Linked DNA regions of Mus musculus: region 1 is linked to region 2. The links are chromatin contacts, called in public promoter capture Hi-C maps. All regions are on one chromosome and are shown on one strand. Each heading gives the region's core, a stretch centred on a gene start, on an enhancer-like site or on the middle of the called end of the contact. The rest is flanking DNA. Distances are from core to core; before and after follow the strand shown.

Region 1 (3,399 bases), core at 126-2,625, 250 kb before region 2:
AAGAGCTTTTCTTTTTCATAAAGTTTCTCGGTCTCCTTCAAGGACAAAGAAAGTTACTATTTGTTAATTCCTTAAGGGTACAGTTCAAAGTACTGCCCTGGGATGTGGGGGGAATATCTTGACAGCTCAATATTGGTTTTCAGAAAAGAATCAAGTCCGGCTTTTTCCAACATGGCTGTATACTTCGCAGGCCCCCAAATTTGTACTTTTATAGTCGTCATCAATCAAATAGAAACATCACATCTAGCAAACCTGTGTTTTCGTGGACTAGAAATACACTCTGTGTACAGATAGCGTTAATTTTGAAGGCATCGCCGTAATTCCCGAGTCTTTGGAGTCCCTGGCTTTTGTCAGGGGTGGAGAGGGCGAGGAGGCGTGTGCAGCCTGGTGTGCAGCCTGGTGTGTAGCAGGTCTGAGGACCCAGGTCCTTGCCGCGTTTCCAGAGATAACTGACATTTTCTGCTAAGAAGCACAGCTCAAAGTGAGAGGCGGGTGGAACTAGAGCAAACTGCGATCGGAAGGGAAAATGTGAGCTGTAGGGAAAAAGAGAAAGGGCTCCTGGCAGAGGGGTCACCGCGGCTCTGGGATTTGCAGGAATTTATCACCACCATTAACAGCTATTTTCCGAGGGTTGTTTACAGCCTGATCCAGAGACAAGCAGATTGAGAAGCCCCTCTCTGGGACCCCAACCACGCCCCCTCATCCCCCAACTCCCCCTTCCACTAAACTAATGTATTCAGGGCCACCCCCTTGTTGGACCCTCCCATTGGCTCGTATCCTAACCAATCAGAGCCTTGCAGCGATTTCACCTGGTCCCCCGGCTTCCTAAATAAACAAACAAACCATCCGGTGCTCTGCCTGCCCCCTCCCCTCCCAACACCTCTATCCCCCTCCGGCCAAATGGGTGTGGGGCTGCGGCAACCCATCTTGTCACGATGGCTGGCCGCTGTGTCCTCCACCTCTCACGTCTACCCTCCACCCCATCCTTCTGGTACTCAGGACTAGGCTTGGTGTGGTTAGAGAGCCCCGCCTCCTCCCGTCGGTTTTGCCTTGAACCAAACGCCCTTAGATTCTCCCAAAGGGTCTCTGGCGCTTTGAAGATGGCCCTGCTTCCCTGGCTCCAGGTCCCCATCCCACGCACACCTTTACTGGTGGCCGCTTGCGCCCCTCCACCGCTGGGGTAGCTGCCTGTGGTGCGAGCTGCCGCGTGAGGCGACGGTCACGTGTTGTTTTGCCCACTGCCTTGAGCCCAGTGAAGTGGGCGGGGACGCGGGCCTAGGCGGGAGGGGTCTGGGGCGGGCAGACAGGGGGAGACTGCCTCTTCTCCCCCCAAAGCCCTCCCTTCTCGAGCCCCCCCTCCCCTCCGCTCACCTTAAAACCACGGTGCATCACCATGGCGAGTTGCTCCTTCTCTGGCCACCAAGCGCTTAGGAGACTGAGAGCCTCAGCAGCAGCAGCAGCCTCCGCAGCTCTAGCAGCAGTGGCGACCACCCCGCTCCTTTCCTCGGGAACCCGGACCGCACTCATTGGGACCGGGTCGTCCTGTCCGGGAGCCATGTGGCTCTCCACAGCCACTGGCTCCCGGTCAGACTCGGAATCCGAAGAGGAGGACCTCCCCGTCGGGGATGAAGTCTGCAAACGCGGCTACCTGAGGAAGCAGAAGCATGGGCATAGGCGTTACTTCGTGCTCAAACTCGAGACCGCAGACGCTCCAGCTCGACTCGAATACTACCGAAATGCCAGGAAGTTCCGGCACAGTGTCCGCGCCGCGGCGGCTGCAGCAGAGGCGGCCGCCTCCGGTGCTGCGGTCCCCGCGCTCATCCCACCACGGCGCGTGATCATCCTGTACCAATGCTTCTCCGTGAGCCAGCGCGCCGATGCCAGGTACCGACACCTCATTGCCCTTTTTACCCAGGACGAATACTTCGCGATGGTGGCCGAGAACGAGTCGGAACAAGAAAGCTGGTACTTGCTCCTCAGCCGCCTCATCCTCGAGAGCAAGCGCCGCCGCTGCGGCACGCTAGGCGCACTGCCGGACGGAGAGCCGGCAGCCCTGGCGGCCGCAGCGGCGGCGGAGCCACCCTTCTACAAAGATGTGTGGCAGGTAGTAGTGAAACCCAGGGGGCTGGGGCACAGAAAAGAGCTGAGCGGCGTGTTCCGGCTGTGTCTTACCGACGAAGAGGTAGTGTTTGTAAGGCTCAATACCGAAGTGGCCAGTGTGGTCGTCCAGCTGCTGAGCATTCGTCGCTGTGGGCACTCGGAGCAGTACTTCTTCTTGGAAGTCGGCAGATCCACTGTCATAGGTCCGGGGGAGCTGTGGATGCAAGTGGATGACTCCGTGGTGGCCCAAAATATGCATGAGCTGTTTCTGGAGAAGATGAGAGCCTTGTGCGCAGATGAATACAGAGCCCGATGCCGCAGCTACAGCATCAGTATTGGCGCCCACCTGTTAACCCTGCTGTCCACTAGGAGGCACCTGGGCTTGCTCCCGCTGGAGCCTGGTGGCTGGCTCAGAAGATACGGCTTGGAGCAGTTTTGCCGCCTCAGAGCTATCCGTGAGAGGGAAGAGATGCTATTCACCAGGCGCTTCATCTCACCCAGAGAGCCTCCGCCTCCCTTTAGGCGAGGAAGAGGGCACCTGCCCAGAGCCCGCAGGTCCAGGAGAGCCGCGTCAGTACCACCCAGCCTTTTCCGACGCTCAGCACCTAGCCCGGGAAGGATCCCACAGCCTGAAGATGTCCCCAACGACAGAGCCCGTGAAGCCTCCGGTTCCAGCTCTGGCAACACTGAAGAAAAAGACAAGGAGGGTGAGGAAGGAAACCGAGGTGATTGCATACCTATGAACAACTGGGGCTCAGGAAATGGCCGGGGCTCAGGAGGTGGACGGGGCTCAAGTGGCCAAGGTTCCAGTAGCCAGGGCTCAGGTGGGAGACAGGGATCTGGAGGTGGCCAGGGCTCAGGAGGCCAGGGTGCCGGAGGAAACCAGTGTTCAGGAAATGGCCAGGGCACAGCAGGTGGCCATGGCTCAGGTGGAGGTGGCCATGGCTCAGGCGGTGGCCAGAGACCTGGAGATGGTCATGGCTCAGGTGGTGGCAAGAACTCAGGAAGTGGGAAAAATTCTGACGATGGTGACCGTGGAAAATCTGTGAAGAAAAGATCCTACTTTGGTAAATTCACTCAAAGCAAGCAGCAGCAAACACTGCCTCCACCCCCACCGCCACCGCCAGCAGCTGGAGCAACTGGTGGCAAAGGGAAGTCTGGAGGAAGATTCCGACTTTATTTTTGCGCAGACAGAGGCACAAAAGAACGCAAAGAAGCCAAAGAGGTAAGAGATATGGAGACCTCAGGAGGTGCTACCCGGGGGCCTTACAGAGCCAGAGCTTTCGATGAAGATGAGGA
Region 2 (3,189 bases), core at 224-2,723:
AAGGCCTAAGCTATGATGCCATATTTAAGTGGTTTTAAACATCCATTCTGTGTACTCAAATATAATACTTAAATAATTTGTCACACATTTAGTTGTTCACAGTTTATATGAAATTAAGTAGGGTAGACTTCAAACTGGAGAATATTTTCTGCAGCAAAGCCCTTCATTCCTTTGCATTTACCTCTTATCTCCAGAAGGAGAGTGGGTGTTGGGACTACCCAGATTTCCTGCTCAGGAACAGGCTGTGGTATCCAGTCTACATTCCTAAAGGCAAGTGGAACTTTTTGCTCTGTCATTTCGTGTGAGCATCCTCCCCCACTCTTCTAACCCATAGAGCTCATTCCCATTGGAAAACTGAGACTTCTTGTCCTTTAAATGGGTGAAAGGCAAACTCTCAAGTTGTTCAGGTGCCTTTATGAGTTTAAAAAGTGCAAGCCAACAGAAACCCATAACTTTTTTTTTTTAATGTGCAAAACTCCTGAAGCATAAGACTATGTATGCTTCTTTACTTCGTCCTGGTTGATAGGTTATTTTATCTTTTGTAAAAGAATGATGTCAACAGGTCAGAAAACAGGGCAGAACTTTACAAACCTGGGGTGGGGGGTGGGTTCATGTGGCTTAAGAAAAGAGCATATGCCAAGAGAAGAACTCCATCAAGGCTATTACCACACTGACCACAGTTCAATTTTAGAGGAACCAAATTTTAAACTATAAACCAAGGTTAAATCGTGCTTGGGCTGGGTCCAAGTAGTGAAAGAAGCTAGCTGGTAGACAGCTACCCTGGGTGGGGGATAGAGAGGAAGAAAAGTTTTAAATATCCTCCAGAGCCCAGTGACCCATTAATGTGCCTCCCACACCCTCTGCCCACTCTTGCCCCAGAAGAGGTAGCTACAGAGAAGTAAGCGGCCCTGTTTTTAAACACTTGGAATTTTCCCTCAGACCAGAGTTGGGAATTATATTTCTTTCTACTTAAAGCCAATTTTGACTTCCCTGGCCAAGGTCAAAGAGTAGGGAAGGTAAAGGCTCCAGTGGTTTCTGTTGGAGCGAGCAGTGATGGGGCGGGAGGGAGGACTTACCGCAGCCTCTGCGGGCTGCCCCCACAGACACAGGGCCAGTAAGAACCAGCCGGCAGCCAGGCACACTCCACGCACTTGCATTCTTCTCTGGCTCCCGCAGCTCCGTCAGCACCCGCAGGGAATCCCAGGTCCCTTCAGACCGATTGACATAATCTTGAAGGGTTATTGAGAAGAGAGCTAGAAAGGGGACAGTGAGTGTCCCGGTTATGCTGGTGCACTTGGGGGAAGAGATTTATAAGAGGGAAGCGATTAAAATAAGAGAGAGAGAGGGAGAGCAAGAACAAGAAAAGAAAGCTGTTCTTCCCTCCCCCCTCCCCTCCCCAAAGCCGATCTCTCAGGAGCACTTTGCCTTCTGTTGGGACTTGCAAACTTTCCTCACTCAACGTCCTACAAATCTACTTTCCTCGCTCTCTTCCCTGCACCGCCCCCTCCCCGCTGGCGCTGGGGAATTTGCGTATCACTCCGCCAGTGCTTCCCACTGCACCGGCAACCTGCGAGGGAGTGACGCTCAGTTATTTGAGGGAGGGAAACTTCAAGACAAGTTGACTGAACCCCACAAGTCCAACCAAAAAGATTTCTCGTTTGTTCATTGGCAGCTTCTCTTAACAGTACTCTTGCCTGCCAGTCCAGCTTTCCCTCAGATGTCTGCATCAAAGCCATTGACAAACAGACCTGAGCTGGGACTATTTTTTCCAGCGGATGGATTTCAGAGTGTGGTGCTTTTTATTGTTAATCATTAGAAACAAAGTTTTCGCCTCTGCTCCATGGGCTGCTGGCCTTTGCCTTTCAAGTGTTGGTAGGACAGTTTCTATATACAAACAGAAAATGAGAAAATATTAGATATACGTATATAAAGTAAGACAATGAACATATGTATTTGTGAATACCTAATGTATGTAACAACATATGCCATATAGGATGCATTAAGTAGGTTAATAATGTTAAAAGGTTAAATGTTATTGTAACTTACTTACTGTTTCTATTTACATGTATTGAGTACCATAAATAATATTTGTCACTTATATCAAGCTAAGGTAAAAGGTAGTGGCTGCCATCATTCTATTTCAGAAGGACCTGTGGCAAGCAATTATATAACATTAGCATAATTCCTTACAACTAAAACAAGCATCTCATTTAAAATGTCTATATGGAGTCAATAGTAGTTGAATTTGTGTCTCCTAGATGAAGTAGGCATGCATATCGCTTTGATAACTTGTAGACACTTTTAAGAACCAAAAGACCAAAAATATACACGATGTGGACTCCTTGGAGTGTCTTTCAGGAATTTGCTAAAGAATTCTTCTGAACATTTCTATTCTCAGTCTGGGATAAACTGCATTCTTTATATTTTGAATCCGTTTTATAAGGACCAATTCCTCCTCAGTTTTACTGGGTTTAGAGATTAGGCTTACAACTCCAGAGATTCCCTCCTCATCTTTCTAAAAGTTTAGTGAAAAAATAGGAAGTTAGAATAAGAGTCTGCACACTTGGGCCCTTGTGCAAGGTCTCTTTCAGGACTATCTGCCTATGTAGTAGTAGTGCACCCAAGTCTATTTTACTTTATGGAAATATATAATGCCTACTTGCATAGATTCTTGTGTATAGGTCTCTAGAGACCTGTGCATGAAACTTTGGAACGGTTATGTGCAGAGGTGCTTGAAATTGAGAAAGAGAAGCAGCTTCCCAAGGTAGGGGGAGGTGATTGACAGCAGGCAGCCCCGCCCCGTCCCCCTCCATTCCTTCCTCCCTGGGCTCATGGAACTATCTCCTGAGTGCTAGAAGTTGTAGCGGGCACCACTGCGTGTGTTTTCCTTTGGGGCACTTTTTTTTTCTAGCGGCTGATTTTAGTTTCTTCCAAATTAAGCCACTTCGCCCCCCTTCCCCACACTGTCCTGAATAAGGAACAAACTGCCAAGCATCAACGGAGCCCAGATGAGCCCGCGCCGCGGAGCAGCTTAGCAGTCTCCTGGGACCCAGCTCCGGAGCAGCCACAAGCATGCACCCTGGGTGAGCTGCTGCTGCTCAGAATCCCCCTCCTCTTTCCAACTTTGGACTGCTTTCCCAAGCCAGGACTATACTTGCACTTCTGTCACTGCGGAAAAAGTGGGAGTAG

What was found. Promoter capture Hi-C pulls out the DNA fragments that hold promoters and counts their contacts.
Region 1: a promoter capture Hi-C map of embryonic stem cells shows a contact between it and region 2. The contact joins the promoter of Irs4 here to the promoter of Col4a5 in region 2. A contact is called at or near these places in 4 of 39 promoter capture datasets (embryonic stem cells, hippocampal neurons and liver), 3 of 484 Hi-C or Micro-C datasets (the HL-1 cell line and embryonic stem cells), 1 of 115 datasets of contacts at active chromatin or transcription factors (astrocytes) and 1 of 9 other capture datasets (pancreatic islet).

Annotation. Positions count from the first base shown.
Region 1 is chrX:141,723,193-141,726,591 of GRCm38.p6, reverse strand. Irs4 (insulin receptor substrate 4) reads left to right here and starts at 1,375. Exons shown (of 2, transcript NM_010572.2): 1 at 1,375-3,399. The coding sequence starts at 1,394. It overlaps Gm15295 (a long non-coding RNA gene), which reads right to left. Exons shown (of 4, transcript XR_003953074.1): 2 at 3,066-3,143; 3 at 1,144-2,786; 4 at 1-533.
Region 2 is chrX:141,473,703-141,476,891 of GRCm38.p6, reverse strand. Col4a5 (collagen, type IV, alpha 5) reads right to left here and starts at 1,473. Exons shown (of 53, transcript NM_001163155.1): 1 at 1,077-1,473. The coding sequence starts at 1,157. Col4a6 (collagen, type IV, alpha 6) reads left to right here and starts at 2,816. Exons shown (of 45, transcript NM_053185.2): 1 at 2,816-3,083. The coding sequence starts at 3,073.